Linked DNA regions of Gasterosteus aculeatus: region 2 is linked to region 1. The links are chromatin contacts, called in public Hi-C maps. All regions are on one chromosome and are shown on one strand. Each heading gives the region's core, a stretch centred on a gene start, on an enhancer-like site or on the middle of the called end of the contact. The rest is flanking DNA. Distances are from core to core; before and after follow the strand shown. Region 1 holds the start of mdfi (MyoD family inhibitor). Region 2 has its middle 38 kb from the start of mdfi.

Region 1 (5,227 bases), core at 856-3,355:
TTGTGAAGTAGTTCAAATAAGGCTGGATTTGAATTTGATATCATTTTCTCTCCTTTTAAAATGTAAACCTGGAGTAGATGAAAATGGCAACTATTTGAAATATTTTGACAAGAATTGACTCAAAGAGACTTTAAAATGCTGCCATTGGTTGGTATGGTATACTTTGTTAAAATCGTCTATGGGATGGGGGAAATTTATAATTCATACTTCATACATACATGTCTAACAAAAATGTATTGATCATAAAGGGAGTTTGTAATACTGTCCCGGTAAAGCACAGTATGTCTGGATTTCTCTGACAAACAAAATGACAGACCGACAATAAACAATCCTTCTGGAACTGTGATCTCTGTAGCTGTTGATTATTGCCTCAGACAGACACTGAGCCCCCACAGAGCATGAATCAGACCACTATTCATTGGCCTGTCTGTTTCAGATGAGTCATTGTTCACATAAATTGAACACAGCGTCATCCGGTTGTGTGTAAAAAAGGAAGCCTGTCTCAGAAAACGCCTCAGATGATTTGCTGGTGTGAATTATCTCATGTCCGTGTCACGCCCCCCAAACATCACTCACAGAGAACACGCTCATCAGACACAACCTCCAGGTGTCAACATGGCATGAGCCAACAAGGCCTGTCGGTCATGTGCTGCATTCCTTTTGTTTGTCATATCAACAACGTAAGACTATTGTCAATATTAACCTCTATAAAGTTAGAAAAGAGAAAAAATATTAAAATATAAATATGTTTTAAAAATTAGACAAATAGGCTCATTGTGATCATTATTTTCGCCCATTGACTTACACTAAATTAGAAAATGACATAGCATGGAGTGTTTTTCGTGTATGTGATAGAGTTGAAATTTATGTTATGGGTTGAAAAGTGGTACCAAGCCTCTTAAAACATGAATACCGGGTATTTTTATACACAAACCTCTGGAAACAAGGATGTTTTCAGTGAATGATGCGACTTTGGTTTCAGTAACTTTTGACATAAAAGTTACCATTTTCTGAAAACATCTGACTGATTTCAATGGCAAATAGGATACAAGGTGGGAATGTGCTTTGCAGTTTCTTTTGGAATCGCTGTTGAATGCATAATTACTAAAATGAGGATGAATCATGACCTTGTTTGGGCTTGTACTGAGACATTAAAAGCACTTGTGAGCACCAGAATGAAAGAAGAAAATATTCCCACAGTGAGTCACAAAAACCTGTGCAAGGTAAGTGTTTTCCCAGTTTCTTTAAAGTCGGGATAATTAAAAAGAAACAGCATCGGCTGTCAAAAAGCATATGAACCCTTTTCCCCTGCAAACACCTGAAGTCATAATGTTCATGTAGGAGATAAAAATACCTACCTTTTACCTGTTACCTGTTTGTGTATTCATTGCATGACAAATAACTTGACGTTGACTTCTTGTTACAAATGGGGAACCAACAGCGGTTTCGTGGCTGGAAGATTGCTAGTTGTTATATGACTTCAGAGCTTCATGATCTCCAGGTAATTAAATAGAGAATGCAATGATTACTCTATGCAAACTGAATATAATGTTTCTCTGGTTGGTGCTTTGAAATAGCCACCAGGTGGCCATGGTAAGACAGGCCTTCTGCCAGTGGAGGTAGTCCAACTTGACCAAGGTGGCTGCTGACTTGTGTTCGGCCCAGACCTCATAGCAGAGAGAACATCTGGAGGTTAAGCCGACGTCACAGGCCTTGGTGAAATGTTTGACTCCCTTGTGTGCCGCTAAACTCAAAGATTTAGGTGGTGCATTTAGGAAGAGCTAGAGTTTTCATTCTTGGAATACTTTTTTTCAGTAGTACTGAAGATGCATGGTTGACTAATGAGAAAGTTATACTGGCTATTTTGACTATATCACATCCACAGAACAACCGCTTTGGTTACTTATGGTATTTACGCCAGTGGGGATTAAGGCCTCCCTCTGTGAATACAGTTTAGGACAACGGGGAAACATTTGCAGCCCTGTGTGAAATTGTTTCTATAACTGAGCACCACAGATATGCTACATAGTATATGAACAATTGTTCCATTGTTCTCTTCTCTATTATCAGGGACAAAACATGTGGTTCCTGGGCTCATGATTCTTAATGAAAGCTTCCCTGTGTCAGGGCTGTGCCTGGTTCGGGTTAACGGGGATAATTATATGTCAGTATAGTTCAGCCCAACTAGTTTGTAGCCTGGAGGAAACACAATCACTGCTGACTGTCGTTTCCTGTCCAATAGCTGCAGCACTAAAGTCTGAGGGAAAGTATAGCGCGAGAGAAGGGAGAGGAGAGATCGAGTAGCCTGTACAGGACGGATAGATAGATAAAGGTTTAAAAGCATTTCGGGACGGTGGTGTAGCCTTTAAGACTTTGTTCGCAGAAAAACAAAGGGAAGTGGAGAAGCCCTGCAGCGCAGACAAAGACTTAGTCAGCGAGCTGCCTGCAGAGACACACTAACTTACCCAACATCTGGTCTGCTGGAGGACGATCCGCACAGAGAAACTTTTGGAGGCGGAGAGAGAACTATCTTCGCAGGACAAATATGCATTGAATTGGGCGTTTTTGGGCACCCCCATGAGCCGAAAAGAGATTAGGTGCTCGTGTGAGGTGTCGATAGTGGAGGGATAGAGGACAGAAAGGGTCTCCGGGGGCAAGAAGTCCACCCGCAGCGGCCAGAGAATGAATTAGCCGAAAGGTCGGCTGCACCGTTTCCCAGCCAGAGAGAAGGTACGATCTTCTTCTTTGTTTCTGTGCGTTTGTTTTAAATAACGCGATTTATTCTGCGCGATCTAGGCAGAATAAGTATCGCAACACAGCTGAGCTGGGTCTGAGCACGCAGCGACCCGTTAAAGCAAAGCTGGGTGCAATACAGTTAAACAGAATAGCTTGCGGTAAAGTTTATGCTTTCTTTCTTCTCTTGAAATGGACACTTATTGCTATAAAAAAAGTCTACACGAAATCCAAGCTACAAGTGTGGCATTGTTAATGTGATCGGTGCAAAGTCTATTTTTTCTTTCCCCTAAATATGCACCGTTTACCTTTTCAAAGATTAACACTACGCCCACTATAGTTATTTTATTATGTGAATCGATTTTTATGAAATCGTTCAACTTCGCATCAAGCAAAAACTCAACTCAATATGTCAATTATTTGGGGGGCAGCGAGTACGGAACGAAGCAACGGGAGCGCGCAAACAGCTGTCCAGCTGAGACTCTGGCATTGATGGCGCGCGCCAAACACACTTTGGCACGTGACACACTCAATTAGTTCCGTGTTAATGAGAAGAGAACGTGCCCGCGTGCTCGCTTCCGCCTGCACGTCTCCAGATGGAACCCACGTGACCTCATTACGGGGACGTAAGTCTAAATGTCGCTTAGCAACCATTTAGTAAGAACTCAGTCTGGGGCCAAAAAGATTCACACAAAATAACATTTTGTTATAATTTAAGCATTAGATTCATGCTTACACTTTAATTATCATCATCATCATCATCATCTAAATACTTGAGGAATGTTTAGTATTCCACTTGAATGTCCATCTTGGAAAATAAAAAGTCAACTCTTGATTGGGAGTTTTTTTTACTTGTTGAATATCAACAATACTGTGTGTTTTCATTTTAATTTAGTAGTGATTTGCAACTACAAATACAACATACGTTCAAAGAGTTTAAACCGTGTGGATTAAAAGTAGATTATGATCAGGCACATCCATTGTTATACCACTGTTTTAGGAAAGCATCTTTCTTTAGTGAATTGACAGCTAGACGTGATTCATGCTGGTTCAAGTTGTGCTTATAAGAATAATAAGAAGATAATATGAAGCGTTTCACATGACCCACGATGACATCAATGTAATAATATTTTCGGCTATGTCCACTCTCTGCTTCAGGCTCACTCCTTGGCCCCTCCACCTCCTGCCATAAGAGCCAGGCCTACGCCCATGGATGAGGAGAGGACTGCCCCTGCCATCTCCCCACAGCCACCTGATGAGGGGGACCCCAGTCCATCCGCCCCACAACCTGAAACACACGCAACCTTAACAGACGTGAGATCAAACGAACCCCCGAGCCAAAAGCCCTGTCCCAGTCCAGGTAAGAAAGAGTTTGCAAAAACAGACCCACTCAAACTGCTCTTACAACTCATTAAACCTCCTTTGTTTTATTGGTGTGTCTGTGTGTAAGCGTGATTGCCTCTAAAAAGTTAGACAGAAAGTTCTTATCAAGAGTTTATTATAAAAGAATAGAATAGAAAAAAATAGAAGCTAGCTGATTTATTCAGAAAAAGGGGCCTCTTACGTAAACCTTATTCTAGTTTTAGCCAATACGTGAGTGAGTATACAGCTGGAGGCAACATATTTTCCTTTCTTTTCAAGCTGTGGGAGACCTTTTAACCACCCAAAAGAAGAGAAAAGTTCATTCACCTTTGTGAAAGGTTGATGTTAGTTTTCCTAAACGGAATAGTCTTGAGTCATTGTTATGTTTAAAACTTTACTCACAGGTAATTACTAAACGCTAATGGCAGACTCAGAATCAGAGTTCCAGTGACTCCCACTTGGATGATTTAAGGGGTCAGGACCAATGCAGCGCTGTGGAGCGACCACAATGAGACTGCTGGGAATTGAGAAATGACCCTTCCCCTTTGTGTTATTGGTCATGGGAAGGGTTGACTGGCACTGAGGTGGGAATCAGGGAACATTAACCGACTCAAGGCAGTATTATGCCTGAATGACTCATCCAGGATCAGCCAAAATGAGTGCAGTTGCCTGAACATTTAGTAAAGGAACTAAAACCAGTCCGGACAGCATTGACCGCAGACCCAAGTGCAGATCTAATGGCTCGTTTCCACCGAGCGGTACGGTACGGGTCGGTACCCTTTTATTTGTGTCTCCACTGCCAAAAGTTGAGAATAGTACCAAAAATCCGAACCGTACCGTACCACTTTTTGGGTACCCTTCCGTTGGGGTACCTGGCACAGTTGTTTGGTACTAAAGGGTGGGGCTAGACTCACTGCAGAACGTTGATTGGTTGAAAGAGTGTTGTCATTTGTGCGTGCCGCAAGGGGAAAGACAACACACGAGCAGCCATTTTTAAACTACTTAAGTGGCTTGTTTCAATGGGAACCTGCCTCTAAAACTCCCAATGGTTATGGAGCTTTTTTTAATGCTTTGTTTGTTTTTTAAAAAGGCAAGTCTGAACCCAATCTATTTTGATTACTGTGCCGAATGT
Region 2 (5,753 bases), core at 1,171-3,670, 38 kb after region 1:
CACGGGTAAGTCAGTGTAGCGTGCAGCTCATTTCACACTGTGATTCTCTTTCTCCTATCTAGATCTGCTAGCTGCCAGGTTGAGTTTAGAGGAACACAATTAAGTATTTTTTCCAGATGTGATGTTAAAGGATCTGATTTCCAGTGGAAGGAGTTCCACTTGGCTTCAGATACAGTTCGGAAAAAATATTAATAATGGGGTGAGAATATATACACTTCTAGTATCTGAATTTTGATTTTCAAAATCCTATACTCCAAAAGAATCATGTAAATCTAACATCTAAATCTTTTTTTTTAACAGACGACCATGCTATGGCTGATAATGGCACCACACCTGTCAGTATTCTTCTTATGAATTTTCTTTGTGCCCTCTCTGTGTGACAGCAAGGAGCAGAGCTAAGATGTCAGCTGCTTCATGGACGAGGACATCATGGAGACCCCAGAGCCAAATAGCTCTATTAGAGAGCACAGCTACTCCTATACCACTGATGGCAAATTTACTGGTTGGATGGAGATATTTAAAGGTGGACAGAAACACACACACACACTCCTTGAACAATGCATCATGTCCTCAGTTAAGCCTGGCTGCCTGTGTGTCCTTTTGAGTGTGCATATGTGTGAGTTTCCTCTGTTGGGCCCTGCAGTGGACAGTGCTGACCTGTTAGGGAAAAGAGAGAAGGAGAAGGGGAGAGGAAAAGCCAATTAAAGGAAAGATCACTTGTACGTCTGCTGGAGTGTCTCTGAGAGCCTCTCACGGTTAACCTTTCCAGCTGGAGAGTGAGAAAACGAGAGGGGAACGAGGGAGAGGATGGAGAGGAAAAACCGGCCAGGGAGATCAGGCGTTTCGACTTTAATGGTCCCTCAGTGTTAGAGTGAGGCTGGTTAATTTGGCTTTCCTTCTCTGGGTGCTGCAGGGTTTAGCTTCTGTCAGGCCAGTGTTCTGCCGGGAACTTATGCAGGAATAATAGGCCACATTTATGTGAGGTGTGTGTGTGTATAAAAAAGTGTGTGCTAGCAAGGTAGATATTTGGGCATTTTCCCTTCCTTAGTACTTGAATTGATTTTTCACTTCACCTAAGGAGATAAAAACAGTCAATATCAAAAGTGAACGACATTTGACATCTGCCTTTGTGAGTGTGTGTGAGCAAGCACCAGTGTTTGGTATGAGCTCTGTATGCATTTGTAATTGTGAATCCAAGAGTCTGTGCCATGCATCACAGCAGCTGAAGACAACACAAATTGGGGCCAAATTAATGGGTGGGTGTGAGTGTATAAGTGTGTGTGTGCGTGTGTGTGTAATTGGGGGGCAGGGTTGCGACTGACAGTGTGTGGCAGCATAAATTGGGGTTAGATTAATGGGATGCAGATCTGCCTCTGTGCTCTGACCCTCGTCAGGGCAGAGATGAGCTGTGTGTCTCAATTAACCTCGGCCGCACACGGGAAGCCTATGTACAATCACACACATACACGCACATAATTCCAGACGCTACTGACAACAGTGCGCCGATGCACAATATATACAGATATGATCGATCTACAGCTCAGTCTTCTCAGTCAAAGATCTCCAACAAATACTATGCATTAAGAAACATGCTTGTTTAGAAGTACATTTTAAATATGTGCATGTTTTAATTTGGGTTTTGTGGAGTATACCGTTGTGGTATCAAGGAAGTAAAGAAGGACCAGAAGCTTGATGTATCTCCTCCTCGAATTGTATGCATGGCATGTAGATCCCTGCAGTGCTGCCAGAATGATTGCAATTAAAGGAATCCCTCCTTCTACCCTCCTCCACCTCTTCACACACACATATACACTCTTGCTGTCACACGCACACACACACACACACACACACACACACACACACACACACACACACACACACACACACACACACACACACACACACACACACACACACACACACACACACACACACACACACACCTCTAGTCCTCCCTCTTCCATTGAGGGCGACTGCCGCTGGTGTGAAGCTAAACCACCCAGACTGAAGTGGTCTTAATCAAGCTAGAGAGTCACAAATATCTTTCTACCCTTCCGTCCCTCCTTCACTGTCTGCTGTCTTTCACTTAATCATTCACTTTCTCTCCTTCTGCCTCCCTCTTCCTAAACACACAGAAGATTGAAATGAAGAAAGAACAATATAGGAACACAGCCTTTGTGTTTGCTTTATGAATCCCAAAGATGTAAATCTATGTAGGATATAATGTAACACTTGTCTTAATAGATTATAATAGGCAGCAGGGGCGGTTCAATGGTTATTGTTGCCGAATTTCAATAGATGGAAAGACTAAATTGTTGCTGTTTTTATCTCAAACACACCATCAGCAATGGTGTTGTGGACAGCTGTGTGGCAACTCTATTAAGAAGTGAAATGAAGGAGTCAGTCTTAATGGGTCGAATGGAAAGACATTGCTCCTCCCAATGGCAAGATGCAGCACTGCATGGGGGTGAGAGAAACATATTAATAGAGGCACTGAAGTAAATTAAAGGAATTCAACTTAACCTCTTTGTTTTGGCAGACAAAATGTAGGACAGTAACAAAAAAAGAAAAAGATTAAAGGGAAAGACATGAACTAAAATTATAAAACAGGTCACCTTTCACACTTTCAATGGCTAAATTCTGACGGGGAGTAGCACAGCAAAAAGATGTATATTATGACACCAAAGATAGTGAAAGAGAGAGTGTGTGTGTTGCTTTCGTTCTCTCTGTTTCTCTGTGGCTGTCACGCTCACTGGCCCAGATGTTTGCTAATTACCACCAATGTTAAAGACGCTTTTCATCTGAGTGATTAAATAATCAAATAATTAATTCATTAAGCAGGGGCTTGCACTGCCTCTTGTCTCTGTTATACCGTCTGCCAGGGTGAAGAAAAGAGTAGAAGAGCTGCAGGAGAGTGGGAAGTACGCTGCCGGGAGACAAGGAAGGGTCCAAATGACAAGACAGGAAGACAGCATGTCTTCCAAAGGTGTCGGTAAAGTTATAAAATAATTGATCACAAATACCCATGTATTTAGCAATTTTAGCCTAAGCAGTCTGTGGTGGCAGAGAGAAGGAACGCGGAAGCTAAAAGCCTTTATCAAACAGATTAGACTGCAATAACAGTGCCAAGGAGCTCTCACACCATAAAATGGTCATCCTGTCAAAGCCCAAATGCACAACTGAGCCTCTGTATTTATATGTTTCATTATCTTCCATGGAAAATTAAATTAAACAAAAGCCAAATGCAGTGGAAGAAAAGCTTCATCTACGTGTAGGAGTGTGTTAAAGATGGAGAAAGATCATCTCTCATTACTTGGAGAGAACATTGCAGTGTGTTACAGAGTCAGACCAGACAGATAGATGGAGCAGAGATATGAGCCGATGGGGGCCAGCAGGAATGAGAGACACAGAGGGATGAAGAGAGGGACAAAGATGTTTCATCATATTTCCACTGGTGTACCACCACCTTCAAACAAAGCCCTCATACACATACGCACACACACATCCAGGCTTTCGCAGCGCTCATTTTAAACACTCCTTTAGCCATAATCATTTTCATATAATTCACTTTCATACAATTCCTTCTCCTAATCATTATCAGGCCCACTAACGTCTTAATGACTTCATAAATTTAAGCTATAAAAAGTAATGGAGAAAGACAAATGAGATAATTAGGAATAAATCTTAGTGGAAAGCCATTTATCAAAACATGGAGAGGCCCTGAATATTCCCCACCATTAGGCTTTGCTGTAATTAACACGGGCTCTCAGTTATGAAGGAAACCTGGTAGCAGAGATATTAAGATCCAAAAGCCTCACTGTTATTAAATTGACCGATGAATCTGCGACGTATAATATGATGTGGATTATTAGGATCCTTTTTAATTAAAAAGAGCGTTAAGATTTTTTTTTTTATATATTTAAATTTTTAACGCTTTAATGGTGGCTTGAACTCATCTCTCTGTGGTTATGGGGCAATGAGACGGAGAGAGCAAGAGTAAAAAAGGGAAGAGAATGAAACAGAGGGAGAAACTAAGCGAGTGAGTGAATAAGTATGCGTCTGCATGTCTGTGTTTGTGTGTGTGTGTTTGGGGGGCGGGGGCAGCAGCAGCGCAGGGAAAAGCAATATCTTTCGTTCGTACTTTCATACTCTCCTTTGGTGGAGACCATGTAAGTACATGAGGGGAAACGGCGTTCTAATTTAACAAACTCCAAACTAATGCACATATGGACTAATGCATATACAGACAATACATTATTAATTCTTATAATCTTTAAAAGTGAAATGTAATGCTTTGCTTTGATTAGTGGGAGTAAGAATCACATTCAGCGTTTTTTTTAAATTCAAAATGATATTTCTTTGTCTCTTTCATCTCTTGCTCTCTCATACCACACAGACATACACACAACCGTATCTTTTTCTTTGTAAAAATATACAACACCACTTTCAAAAGGCTGTCAAAGAAAAAAACTTTTAAATCTGGTTCTGGATCTTAAACAATGTTTTTTGTTTAACATTCATCACATCTCCATTGATTGTTTTACATCCCTCTGTTCCAAATGTTCTTATTCTTCCTGCTTATTTAGTGAACAAAAAATATGAATGTATTGTACTTGCCAAGAGAGCCATGCATTTTCAAAATAATTTTGTCCATACGAACATTTAAGAAATTGTAAGATGTTTTCATTTGGCTGAAAATATGTTAAACAATGATTTAATTATATGGGATTGCTATGGCCTTGAATCAATAGATAAGATACAATTACTGGATTTATTATATTTATGAAAGTGTAGACATACAAGGCACATACAAGGCTCTGTCTTGTGCTGTTCACTCTGCATTCAGGAGCAATGGATAAGAAGATGAAGAAGAAATAGAAGAAAGATGAAATGTGTGTTTCAACGTATAGAATCTGTAAAATACTTTTGAAGGCAAGGGCCATTGCTGCCTTATGCAAATTATCTTCATGGAAATTACATGCTAACCTCCAATCACTGACCAATTAATGACCTTTGGGGGTATCTTGTGAGAAATCAACAGCACTAATTTATATTTGACAGGTCCCCTGGTGCATGCCGGCAAAGTTTGTGTGCGTGAGCGAGTGAGGTGCCCCTATGCAGTTGAGCTCATTACCATAGAAACCTAGTGTGCAGACGTGTGAGTTTGTGTCACCAAATTGAGCATCCTCACCACATCATATTGTAAATGTTTGCATTACCCCACTTGTGTGTTTGCATGTTTGATGCGTGTTTGTCCATCTCAGTCCAGTCTTGGTCAAACTATTCTCTGCTACTGTCTTTACACTACTAACTTCCTCAGCTTCTGTCATGTGCCATCAATCATTGTAGCTAGTACATCTCTCAGTCAGTCTTGTCTGTGTGTGTGTCCCATTCACTCCTTAACTGCTTTATCAGACTTCTGCACCAGCAGCTCTCATTAGAACATTAATTGAAAAAGTGTAATTAATCCTGAGAGGTGGTTAGACTGGACCCTGGCCAGAGAGAGAAGAAGAGAAAGAGAGAGAAAGGAAGGGGGTGGGGGAGTGGAGGAGGGAGATTGGGTGGACATACAGCAGGGTGTTCATGACCCAACACTGCCCCCTGTTGTTGCTTCACAATGTGTCAACCTTTCAGCCCAGACAATGCTGCTTCCCGAATAATAAATCATTTTTATTTTAAAATTATTTTAATCAAACAGACGTAAATATTAAACGTCGAGGATTACAGAACAAAAACAATTTTTTGAGTTGAAT

Evidence for each region. A called contact is a pair of places that touch in the nucleus more often than the background predicts.
Region 2: a contact with region 1 is called in a Hi-C map of skeletal muscle, with 6 times the contacts expected there. The contact joins the enhancer-like site here to the promoter of mdfi in region 1. A contact is called at or near these places in 5 of 6 Hi-C or Micro-C datasets (liver, skeletal muscle, tail fin and 1 more).

What each region holds. Positions count from the first base shown.
Region 1 is chr17:12,153,234-12,158,460 of fGasAcu3.hap1.1, forward strand. mdfi (MyoD family inhibitor) reads left to right here and starts at 2,106. Exons shown (of 5, transcript XM_040204596.2): 1 at 2,106-2,730; 2 at 3,892-4,093. The coding sequence starts at 3,943.
Region 2 is chr17:12,190,716-12,196,468 of fGasAcu3.hap1.1, forward strand. No RefSeq gene overlaps it. Among protein-coding and RNA genes, the nearest start is that of mdfi, 38 kb to the left of the region's middle. Within about 2 kb of position 2,421, at least 2 of the 9 cell types and tissues checked have open chromatin away from gene starts, as enhancers often do.